3 separate regions of the Mus musculus genome follow, and all the other regions are linked to region 3. A link is a contact called in public HiChIP or PLAC-seq data. All regions are on one chromosome and are shown on one strand. Each heading gives the region's core, a stretch centred on a gene start, on an enhancer-like site or on the middle of the called end of the contact. The rest is flanking DNA. Distances are from core to core; before and after follow the strand shown. Region 1 overlaps Dock9 (dedicator of cytokinesis 9). Region 2 overlaps Dock9 (dedicator of cytokinesis 9). Region 3 holds the start of Slc15a1 (solute carrier family 15 (oligopeptide transporter), member 1).

Region 1 (4,009 bases), core at 473-2,972, 100 kb before region 3:
CATATCACCCAGAAATTTCGAGATAACCCAGAAGCATCTAAAAATGCCAATCACAGCCTCGCTGTGTTCATCAAGGTAGTGACCTCCAGGGGAAGGGGACACTGCTTTCTAAGTAGCTCCCCAGCACAGTGATGCCCTCAGTACTCAGTACTCAGTACTCTGACAGGAGAGGGTAACTTAACCAGCAGACTAGAAGCCAAAGTTCCACAACTCATGGGTCTGAACTAATGGCTCTTGGCTTTTTTCCCCTAGAGATGCTTCACCTTCATGGACAGAGGCTTCGTCTTCAAGCAGATCAACAACTACATCAGTTGCTTTGCTCCCGGGGACCCCAAGGTAGCATGGCTGTTGGGCACTTTCGCTTGAGTTTAGCTGGCCCATTCACACCTGGAACTGCACCTGTTCTTATCAGAATTGTCTTTTTGTTCCTCACCTCATTCATCCCAAAACCTCTGAATTGAGTTGTTGATCACAGATCGTTTATCGAGACCTTATAACCATGTAACCTTTCTGGTAGAATTATTTTCCTTTATTACCTTCCAGCTTACTAATTTTTTAAATTGTATTGAGTCTGTGTAATTATAAGCTACTTGAAATCCTTTTTAGACATAGAGGAGCATAAATAATAACTGCCTTAAAGTCTGCTAAAGGCATTATTTAATGAAGTGTGTTTGGTTTTCACACAAATGCCTGTAAGCCATCCAACATACATAAAGACACAAGCACGTGGTCCCCACTAAGTGCTCATGCTCTTTGCTTCCAGTAGGTTTACTAGCATTCTAGATACAACATCCGGTGAGGTTTTCACGTCTAAGCATTTCTTCCTGCAGACTCTCTTTGAGTACAAGTTTGAGTTTCTCCGCGTGGTGTGCAACCATGAACACTATATTCCTTTGAATTTGCCGATGCCATTTGGAAAAGGAAGAATTCAGAGATACCAAGGTAACCCATCTCTGCATGGATTTATTTTCTAATGAAGAGAACCGTATCATTTTTAAATAAGAAAAGTATTGATTGAAATGTCATCCCATGATTTGATTTTATTCATGGATGAGGGTGTGTATAATTTTACATTCCTAAAATTGTTGATTAAAAAAAAAAATCTTACGTAGAAACTGGCTTTTCAGCAAACCTAGAGACAACCCATGCAGATGAGAGGCAGATCTGAAGCTCACTGGGGCTCATCAGAAGTAAACATCATGACTGTTTGTCACTTTAAAATCCTTTGTCTTATTTACTACATTTGTGTTTGTTTTGCTTTCCCCTCTTGTAAATTAGCTTCTCTTTCACCAACTGTGGAGTCAAATGACAGCCCAGTAGGTAGGTGTGGGTGGGGCTTAGGCTTGCCCTTGCACTTCCTCCATTAAAGACCCGAATGGAATGCAAGTGGCCATTCAGCCGCTTGTACACTGTCCAATCAAACCTGTCTATGCATATCTGGCCAGGCTTTATGATTCTGACGAATGGGTGCATTGTTTTCCTGTGGAGCTGAGACGTTGCTGTCACAACCCAGGAGATATGCTCCCGGGGTGCCTAGAGTCCCCACATTCTGTTTTAGGGAGCAGAACAAAGTCACCCCACCCCCACCCCCACCCCCCAGATCACATCTCACCTCCCGAAACACAGCTTTTGTCCGTGGAAGCGACAGGAGCTTAAGGCACATGGCTTTCCTGTGAGCTTTTTGTGTTTGCATGCTGAGTCCTCATGAGCTGCTCTGGACCCCCTGGGTCTGAAGGGACTTGAGCTCAGTGAGCTTTCCAGCCTCACTGAGGAGAGTGGGTCCTGTACATCAGTTTATTGGGGTCTCGTGCCAGACTCTGCCCCAGGCACAGAGACTGTAAGTCGTTTTCTTCCCTAAGAGATTTAAGGGAGCCCCTGCCTTACAGTTTAGTCTGCAGAAAGTGGACTAAAAACGCTGCTAAACATGATCATGCTGGAGAAACTCTTTCTTCCTACTGACAGGCTCCACAGGGACTTCTGCAGTGTGCTGGGGAGACTTTCAAGGACCTGCCAGGAAGGCTTTGGAAGTCAAACTGGGGTCTATAGGACTTTCTTGGATAATGGTGTCAGTGTCCTGACTCAGTCTTACTTTGTGCTTCCTGTGTGTGTGTGTGTGTGTGTGTGTGTGTGTGTGTGTGTGTGTGACTGCTTTTATTGATCCTCTTTTAGGGGATTCCTGTCTTCCTCCTTGGCAGATGAGCCCTCTCTCAGCTTTATCATGTAGCTTGTGATGAGTTACTGGGTGGTGCTTTGTATATTTCAGTTGTAGTTTAAGGAGGACATTTTAGAAAAGACTGCAGAAGTAACTTACTTGTTCAGTGAAAGCAGAATAAATAGGTTATGTGCTGGTGTGTCATTTAAAATACATTTGAGTTTTACTGTGACTATGAAGGCATTGATAACCAGAGAATAGACAGCTGACCTCACAAAGTGAATGATATTTAAATAAATCATTTGTATTCATCCTCTCCTTAATGATGTGGTTTTATCCAATTGATCTCTACTGTCGTTAGTACAATAACTTCATTCTTTTAGAAAAAAAATTATCAATAACGTTTTTAATATAATTGCTGTCAGATCTTCTAAAAACAGGCACTAAAACCAGTTCCATGTTCAAAATTCAGGGCAGCTATTTGTATCTGCTCAGGGCTCCTGTGGGAATTTATAGGTTAAGGAATAGAGCAGCCTTGCAGAATTGCCTGGTTTTTTGTTTTTGTGTGAGGCAGAGTTTTGTCACCTGTAGCCACACACGAGGTGGGCTGAGGGGCTCAGGCGACAGTGGACCCCCTGAACCTGAGTCCCACCTGCCTTTTCTCAGATCTCCAGCTTGACTACTCCTTAACAGACGAGTTCTGCAGAAACCACTTCTTGGTGGGACTGTTGCTAAGGGAGGTGGGCACTGCGCTCCAGGAGTTCCGGGAGGTCCGAGTCATCGCCATCAGCATGCTCAAGAACCTGCTGATAAAACATTCTTTTGATGACAGATACAATTCGAGGGTGAGTAGTTCCCAGGGGAGGGAAGAAGGGATGATAAATGCTCAAGCGGTGTAAGGAAATGACCCCTTAGACAAATCCTGTTAACAGGGCTGAGACTTTTTTTCTTGCCAGTGTAACGTCCTCTGCCATCCGGTGCTCAGCCAGGGAACACACTTACCATGTGTATCTTCTTTCAGAGTCACCAGGCAAGGATAGCCACTCTCTACCTGCCTCTGTTTGGTCTGCTTATTGAAAATGTCCAGCGGATCAACGTGAGGGATGTGTCACCCTTTCCTGTGAACCCGGGCAGTGTAAGTACGCAGGCTTGGTGACAACACCTCTGCACTGTCCTTGGGGATATTATCAGAGGGCTGTGGACTCTGTGACTTAGGATGATGGCGTTCTATTCTCTCATGTAGACAGTCACAGCCAAGGAGTCTTCAGGGCTGCAGGGGTGGGGGGGGGCGTGGTTCCTCACATCCGGTGTTGCTGGCAACCACCACTGCTCTTCGTGGTCATTCCACTTTGTCTCTGTCTGCACATGGTGTTCAGTCTTTGTGAGCCCACCCCTTTTTCTTAATAAAGACACAAGTGGCTGAATTCAGGGCTCCCCCAGTATGACCTCCATTTACAAGTAAGGTTGAATACTGTGCTACTGGTGGACGTGAATTTCAGGGAGCACTACTCACTGACTGCACACTCTCCCTTCCTTCTGCTAATGTCATGCTGCATAATACCCTTGGAAAATTACATTTCTTCTTTTAAAAGTTTTAAGATATATTTATTCTTATTTTACATATATGTGCTTTGTCCACATATATGCATGTTGTATATATGCAGCGCCTGTGGAAGCCCAAATAAGGGCATCAGCTCCCTGGAACAGGACTTCATGGAGCTGTGAGCTATCATGTGGGTGCTGGGGACCTGGGTCCCCTAGAAGAGCAGCCAGTCCTGGGCAATTACATTCTGACTAAGAATCAATCGATAAGCCTTTAGCCCTGGCTCTATTAATATCCCAATTCCATATGTGGTG
Region 2 (3,944 bases), core at 185-2,684, 68 kb before region 3:
GCCTCCATGGTTTGAACTGTGATTTCTTTACTTGGAGACTGTGTGTGCAGACGGGCAGCATTACAGCTCTGATTGTTTTTATGCCGGTGAGAAGGGTCCACAGACAAATATCTCCTATGACATAAACCAGTCTGTGGACCCATTTCTTAAAATGTGCTCCTGAGTCCTCTGAGGAAGTCTGTGAGGCCCTGACTGAGCACAGGTCTGATGCTGGATTCCTTCAATACACCAACAAACATGACAGACCGAGGAAGAAGGTGGAGGCTCCAGGAACTGTCAATAATTGAAAGTTCTTTGAGGTCTTAAGTAAAACATAAGCTGTGTAAGGGAGAACTGGAGAGAAGGCTCGGGAGTTATGAGCGCTTACTCCTCTTACACAGGACCCAGGCTTCATCAGGTGGCTAAGTAGAGAGACTCTTGTCTCAAAAACGTAAAAGCAAACAAAATATATAAAGAGGCTCTTCAGGGCAAAAGTTTAACAACTGCTGTTGTAAATTGTCTAGTCTCAAATGGTTGTCAAGATTTAAGGCTAAGAGCTGGGCATGGTGGCACACGCCTTTAATCCCAGCACTCAGGAGGCAGAGGCAGGCAGATTTCTGAGTTTGAGGTCAGCCTATTCGACAAAGTGAGTTCCAGGACAGCCAGGGTTATACAGAGAAACCCTGTCTCGAAAAACCAAAAAAAAAAAATTAAAGTGGGGCCTGAGAGACAACTCGGCCATTAAGAGCGCTAGAGCGCTTGCTGCTGAGTTGTAAGGGCCCGAGTTGAATTCCTTGCACCCACACTTGGCAGCTCACAACCACCTGTAACTCAGCTCTAAGGGATCCAATGCCCTCTTCTGGTGTCTGTACACGCGTGCACTCATGAGTATATACACTCAGACACATACACAAAGACACACACAGAAATAAATCTTTAAAAAGGAATACTGTTAAATTAGGTTTAATCATGGTAGGTGGAATTTTCTAATTATCCTGGGGGGAACATAAGTTGTTAAGTCCATACTGATTACTCCATTCTTGCACCATGAAATGCCTGGACAGATGGTAGTTTGGATTTTTTGATTGATTGATTGATTGATTGGTTGGTTGGTTGGTTTTTTGTTTTGACTGGTTTCTTTGAGAGAAGGCATGTCCGTGCTTTCTCTTTGGTTGAGCCCATCAGCCCTGGGGCCAGGCTCCTCTGGAGCTCAAAACTTTATTTGGAATTAGGTAAGGAACACAGGAATGCTAGGATCAGTTAAGGATTTGAAAGTCTAGTTTCCAGTACCCTGCCCTGCAGGATGACATGAAGCTCACGTGTGCACGTCTGATCAAGTCACAGACTGAGGTAGTTTTTGTGAGCCTCTGAGGTCAAGTGCATACATCCCTTGGAGAAACCTATGGGTGGCACTACCTCTGAGTAAGACCTGAGCGTGCAACAAAGGCCATTTTATCAGCTGTTTTCAGAATATGGCTGAGCCACCCTGTCCTTGAAGCATAAAGTGGGTAAATCTTTAACAAGGTCCATAGAGCATGAAAGTCTGTAATGGTTCGGATGAGACACTGCGGGGCCATAAAGTCCTACTGTCAAGATTCAAAATAACAGGAAGTAACCAGTTCTCAGTGACAGGAAAACAGAAACTGCCATATTGGTCTTCAGGATGGTTGCTTGGATGTCTCAAGGGAAACAGTCTGTGAGGTGAACAATTTCTACCTAAGAGGAAGGAATTATGAGAGCTGACAGGAAAGAAGCCTGTGACCCAGTAATAAAAATCATAGCCCTTTAAATCCTCACAGGTTGATATGAGTAAATGCCGTCAGTGCCCTAATATGACAGTCAGGGAGCTACCTAAATGTGCACAGTTGTCTTAGCAGCAGGCCTGAGACCCACCCAGGGAGTGCTTGGCTCATCTCTCCTTCCTGGTGAAACCACAGAGTGACTTCCAGGTGCCTAACTACTGATTATACCAAAGTATCCGGTTCTCGTTCTCAGTGCATGCTAAGAAGTTAGGCTTGCACCTGCTAGGCTGAAGATTCTGAGTTCCCAAAGGTACCAGAATTATACTGGACTCCTGTAACCTTGAGATCACCCCCTTCGTGACTGATGCAATAACAGGATCCTGTCGGGTAGAGGCTGTACATTTGGAAAAGTGGAAAAAACTCTAATAAAGAGACTTTAGAAATTCAAAATGGAAGCCAAGCCTGGTGGCCAAGACGTGCACCTGCAGTCCCAGCACCAAGCAGCAAGCCAAGAGGATTGCTGCAATCTCAAGGTGACTGTAGAATGAGAAAAATCCTGTCTCAAAAAATTTTTTTAAAAAGTACAGATAGGAAAACCAAGGAAAGTGCCAGCTCTTCTCCATGACCCTTTCATGCCATCAGAGCCAGCACCACCTGGGAGAGTCTTAGGCTACCAAGTTCAGCTGCCAGCACGAGACTCAGCCTTGGCCCCTCTGGAACACAGCTTCTGTGTGCTGACCCTGAGGAAACACTTCTTAGAGTTTGTTTGTCCCAGCGAAGCAAGGGTTTTGCTTTAGCGGTTCTGGTCTCCTGTTAATCACAGCAGATTCTTCAACCCCAGCTGACCAGAAGCCACGGATGTGTGCAAAATATCACACAAGTGGCTCAGTGTAGTCTTTGCTTTCCTCTGAAAGGTCACAAGCCAGGCCTCCCTTGTCTGTACTGCCCCCCAAGTTTATCTTCTTAGTTCCTGCACGAACTCGCTAAGCTCTAAACACTTTTTTTGAGCCCAAAGTTCCAAAGTCTTTCCAGAATCCTTCCAAAAACAACATGGTCAGATCTATCACAGCAATACCTCCCTCCTGGTACCAATATCTGTGGCTGTGCTGAAACACTGTGACCAAAAGCAAAACTAGGGGAGCAAAGGGTTTATTTTACTTACAGTTCCACATCACATTTTATCATCAAAGGAAGTCATGACAGGAATCGAGAAGCAGATACTGATGCAGAGGCCATGGAGGGGTACCACCAACTGGCTTGCTCCCCATGGCTTGCTTAGCCTGCTTTTTATAGATCCAAGAACCACCAGCCCAGGAATGGTATCAACCATAACAGACTGGGTCCTCCCATATCAATCACCAAGAAAATGTCCTACAGTCTTGTCTACAGCTTGATCTTATGGAGGAGAATCCTTGATTGAGATTCCCCTGTCTCAGATGACATTAACTGTGCTGCACTGATATAATGTGAGCCATCACATATGGTGTCCTCTAGGTTCACAGCAGCCTACATCTCGCCCCTTTAAGTTAAAGGAGGAGAGGGGGAGATAGAAATATGAGCTTTAACTGGGACCCATCTCAGCCTAGGAGTCAGAAGATCAGCCATGTTGATGTGTCCATTTCAGGGCTAAGAGGAACTCTAGATGAGAAGGCAGAAAAGAGTTTATCCTTTCTATTCACCTCTGCGTAACCCCAAATCAGTACCGGTGGTAGTCTGCCCTTCTTCAGCTCTTGTACTATGAGAAGGTTTCCATCTCTTTCATAGTTTGGATAATACTGTGTTCTCTACATTGGTGTGGGTTTTGGTGGGTGGCTGTTCTGCTTAGACAGGCCCCAGTAGTAAGTATTCCTTGATGTCTGTGGTCCCTAGGTAGAAGAACACTGTTCTGGGGCTGGTGAGCGTGAATTTAATGAGAGTGACCAACGGAGCATGTTCCATTGGGTGTCTTTAAGAGAAACACATATAAATCAAGGCTGTATATTAATTGGATGATGTGAATGTAGCTAGAGGCTTGCAGGAATTGAGCTATGAATTTTCCTTAGAAGCTGGCCAACATTCATCTTCATAACTTCATTGATGGATGGAAAATGGAGCTGGCCCCTTGTTTTAGAAGAATTGACTATCGCCAGCATATTGGCTATTGTTTTATTAGGCAATAGATCCCACCTGTCCAGAGTCACCACTGAATGCAGAGAATAGTTAGGAATTCAACCCAGCAAGTCT
Region 3 (3,765 bases), core at 1,068-3,567:
AGTTATGACTTTTCTCTTTAAAGTCAACATCTTAGGGAGGTGAAGCTAAGGTAAAGAATTGTTAGTGGTGAGCTATCGCGTGTGACAGACAGCTTGGGCCTGTTTCTCAGCAACATCTCCCCAGATGCGTTTTCCTCAGACCAAATGACTTTGCTTTCCTAATGCTTCAAATTCCCCTCCTCAACCTCCCCAGAGCTGATGTCCTTAGAGGAGAGAGAGGCAGAGGCTGTGTGAAGATGAAGTAGTGGCCGCAGCAGGGACCACAGGTATCATCAGGAGCTGGCAGATGCCAGAAAGGATCCTCCCTGGAGCTCTCAGAGGGAGCACAGGGCCCTGCCTGGTTAATACTTCTGCCTCCAGAACCAGGAGATGGTACCATTCTGGTATTTTTAAGCTGCTGAACCTTTTGATCTGTTAGAGAAGCTAAGACCTGGAAGAGTGAGGTCAAAGAAGAGGCCCACACAGTGTGACTCTCAGTGTAGAGGACATAGACTCCCAGATCTGCTGTCCTCACCCAGCACCAAGGAGCAACCCAGCCTGCAGGACACAGAACACATGCTCGGTGGACATAGGACCATGCTGTTTCCGTTTGTCCGGTGCACAGGCCCTAGCACTTGACCGTGGAGGTGATAAATGAGCCCTGCTCCAGTGAGGGTAAGCAGAAGAGACACAGCACAGGCCTCCTGAGCACCAAGTCACCAGCTGCTGTCCGGGGCCCCAGAGTTTCTGATTCCGTGCATGAATGGGGTAGATGTTGATAATGAATCAGGACCACACTGGAAACCTGATTGCAAGCCGGAGTGCTTCCACGGACATCCTAAGATGTGCGAAGCTTATGACCTCAACAACACAAAGTTCACCCTGCAGAGGAAACAACCAAAGGAAACCTCACCTCTCTGTCGCCACCACTGGCCAGCACCCGGTGTCTGCTCTCCCTTCCCATTGGCCAAGGCAACACCTCCCACCTTATGCAGTCACTAATCTTTCAGCGAACTCAGCTGTTACCCTGGGAGTAGCAACAGTTCAAGGGTAAAAGGAGCGTCTTCCTCCCAAAAGTCAGGGAAGGCAGGGCCGCTGCCTTTGAGAAAGGGCTTCCTGTGCTCCACCCCCACCCCCACCTCCCAGCAGGGTGGCTGGGAGTTCCTAAGGGCAGGTGATTGAATAAACAAAGCGAATGTGGAAGACTCATCAACCCTTAAAGGGTGTTCTGACCCATGCAAGAATATGGCTGAGCCTGGAGAACACTTTGCTAACTGGAAGAAGCCACAGAACAGAGGATCTGCACAGTCTGCCCACACAAGACACCTGGTGGTCGGGGTGGGGGTGTCTGACTCAAGAAGTAAAGTATTGACAACCAGAGACTGGGGAAGCCACGGCAGAGCTGTTGTTTAAAGGCCACGGAGCTTCAGCTTGGAAGATGAAGTTCTGTAGCCGGGACGATGTTGGTGAATGTACTTAATGCTCAGGATGGTCACTGAATACTGTATACATCACACGGACAAAGACAACTGTGGGGTGTGAGAGGGATAACTGAGCACTGGGGAGGAAGAAACAGAGAAATTGAGATGGTAGATGAGCTGAGGCTGGGGAGGCAGTCTCTTTCTCAATAAATAAATGAATAAATAAACAAATGATTGAAACCCATTTTCATGTCCCATCTTTAATGCTCCCCTGTAAACATCCAGAGCCTTAACTTCTTCAAGGCTGACCAGAAAGCAGAAAAATGGCCAGGCCAAGTATTACAATCTTGTAATCGCAGAGCTGGGGAGGAGAGATGCAGGAGGGTCAGGACGCTAGGTCTCTGGCTGCACAGCAAGTTCAAGGACACAGACACAAACTGCTATAGTCCCTTTATGCTTCCCCAAACAAGGTAGAGCGGTTCTCTGAGCTGTTGTTTGTTAAGTGGGATCCCAGCGGCGGCCCAAGCCCTTTAGACTGCCAAACATGCAAGTCCTGCTTTCTTGACTCAGTAAGTCCTAGCATGGTGCCTGGCGACCCGCTTATCAACCACAGATCAACCGGATCAATCAAGCCTCCTAGTGACCACTCACAAAGGGAGTCCGTGGCCCCAGATCCCTGCCACCACCTCCCCCTACGCCCACCCCGTTACTTGGGACAGCTTCATCTGTCCTGCTCCAGAGGGTCTGGGACCAGCGTCCTAGGGACAGGTATCCTGCAGCAGGGTTAAGCGATGTTAGCCTCGGTTCCTTCAAGGGTGGAGCCCAGCCGGCCCCGCCTTGCACTCCTACAGTCACACAGGTAGCCAGCTGGGCAGGGCCTGGAAACAAAGTAAGGGAGGCTGAACTCCTGCTTGCCAGTCGCCCGTCCGGAGCCTTGGAGCCACCACAATGGGTACGTGAGCACGGGCAGCTGGGGCGGGGTCGTCGGGATCAGGGACACTTCTGTCGCAGGGAGATTGCGGAGCAGGTGCCACCGGGGGATAGGGAACGACTCCTCACTGGCCGCAGGGAACCGACTGGTTGGAGGCTGGAAACCTGGGCAGGAGGTAGCCACTCTTGACGTTTCCTCCGAGGTGGTCAGACGCCAAGGTTGGGGGAATAAACGCACTACTCTCCGCCCTCCTACCTCTTAGACTCTCGGGTTTTCATTCTCTCGGTGCCAAGTGTCTGTGGCCTTGGAGTTGAGTGCTTTCTGCCGGTGATGGCAGGAAGGGCGTACTGGGGGCCTCAGGGCGCAACATGGAACTTTGGTTCTGTGCTTGCCTCTAGCAAAGAGGGTGACCCTGGAATTCTCATGGGAATCCCTGGCGCCTCTCTGTACCGTTCCTGGTTCTACTGCTGTCCTCAGAAAAGGCACACGAGACGAGAGTAGGAGTATCAGCCTATGAACTAAGAGGCAGCTCGGTGCCTGCCCTGCTTCAAAGTAAGCTGCCTCTGGGAGTAACTTAGAACCACAGACCTTGAGGCCACCGGTCCCCCTAAAGCTGGGGTAACAAGCTGACTCCCCCAAAATTCCGCTTTGATGGCCAACCCCTGCTTCTCGGGCTTCATGGACACTGGCAGCAGAGCTCCAGCTTGGTCTCCCTGCATCGTGTTCATGTTGCCCCTTGCTAGCCTTTTGTTCCTGCCTCAGTACAGAGCGCCCATGGGGGCCTGGTGACCCCCTGGGTCACAGCAGGAGTTTGAGAAGTAGCAGCAAGGGAGTGAGTCACACCTTGAACTTTGGCTGTAGCAAATTGCTGTTCGGAACAGATTTCTCATGTCATTTGAGATGAACAGCATCAGACTACATACTGCACCCAGCTTCTAAGAGGGGCTCCGGATCCCCCTCCCGGCTGCCGCTTGTACCTTGCAGAGAGCCGCCTTAAGATGCTTGTATTGGACTCTGATGCCAGGTCCCCAAGTTACCACAGGATCTGCTTTGTGTGAGATGCATTTTGCCCTTCTAACAGATAGCTCTGGTGGGAAGAAAAGAATACAGAACTGTTGGACGCATAGTGTTCCAAAGCAATGGGTGTTTCCTTATTGAACTAACTGGTCCTCTGCTGGAGTTTTGCTTGGCATGGGAATAGGGACCAGTGACTTGTAATCAAATCAGGCTTTGATTTGTGGATGTCTCAGCTTTTCAATATCAAGAGCAAGGAAATGGAAAAGATAATTAAAAGTTATAGTGACTCCCCCTGGTGAAAACAATGGTTGGCAGTTAGAGCTCGTCAGAATTGTTTCAGGTGCCATGTGATAGACTGTAACCCTAGGAATACTTGTGGAATGGAAGGAGCAGGAAGCAGTTCTTAGAGAAATGGGT

What was found. HiChIP or PLAC-seq counts read pairs in DNA pulled down with a chosen protein or histone mark.
Region 1: an H3K27ac HiChIP or PLAC-seq map of embryonic stem cells shows a contact between it and region 3, with 7 read pairs. The contact joins the enhancer-like site here to the promoter of Slc15a1 in region 3. A contact is called at or near these places in 4 of 39 promoter capture datasets (cranial neural crest, embryonic stem cells, maxillary cranial neural crest and 1 more), 2 of 115 datasets of contacts at active chromatin or transcription factors (embryonic stem cells and intestinal villus epithelium) and 1 of 9 other capture datasets (pancreatic islet).
Region 2: a CTCF HiChIP or PLAC-seq map of CD8 T cells shows a contact between it and region 3, with 5 read pairs. The contact joins the enhancer-like site here to the promoter of Slc15a1 in region 3. A contact is called at or near these places in 6 of 39 promoter capture datasets (the 3T3-L1 cell line, cranial neural crest, embryonic stem cells and 2 more), 1 of 15 datasets of contacts at CTCF or cohesin (CD8 T cells), 11 of 484 Hi-C or Micro-C datasets (CD8 T cells, the MNK3 cell line, Sertoli cells and 8 more), 11 of 115 datasets of contacts at active chromatin or transcription factors (CD8 T cells, embryonic stem cells, intestinal crypt epithelium and 1 more) and 4 of 9 other capture datasets (adipose tissue, embryonic stem cells, liver and 1 more).

Annotation. Positions count from the first base shown.
Region 1 is chr14:121,606,089-121,610,097 of GRCm38.p6, reverse strand. Dock9 (dedicator of cytokinesis 9) reads left to right here. Exons shown (of 54, transcript NM_001081039.1): 28 at 1-75; 29 at 253-336; 30 at 831-942; 31 at 2,819-2,997; 32 at 3,174-3,287. Among named protein-coding and RNA genes, the nearest start is that of Dock9, 90 kb to the left of the region's middle. Within about 2 kb of position 1,722, at least 33 of the 459 cell types and tissues checked have an H3K27ac peak or open chromatin away from gene starts, as enhancers often do. A contact at or near this core is called in embryonic stem cells and stem cell-derived epiblast-like cells, where this site is marked.
Region 2 is chr14:121,571,116-121,575,059 of GRCm38.p6, reverse strand. The region is part of intron 46 of Dock9 (dedicator of cytokinesis 9); the gene reads left to right. Among named protein-coding and RNA genes, the nearest start is that of Slc15a1, 68 kb to the right of the region's middle. Within about 2 kb of position 1,434, at least 12 of the 459 cell types and tissues checked have an H3K27ac peak or open chromatin away from gene starts, as enhancers often do. A contact at or near this core is called in CD8 T cells, where this site is marked.
Region 3 is chr14:121,503,806-121,507,570 of GRCm38.p6, reverse strand. It overlaps Slc15a1 (solute carrier family 15 (oligopeptide transporter), member 1), which reads left to right and starts at 2,317. Exons shown (of 23, transcript NM_053079.2): 1 at 2,317-2,352. The coding sequence starts at 2,349.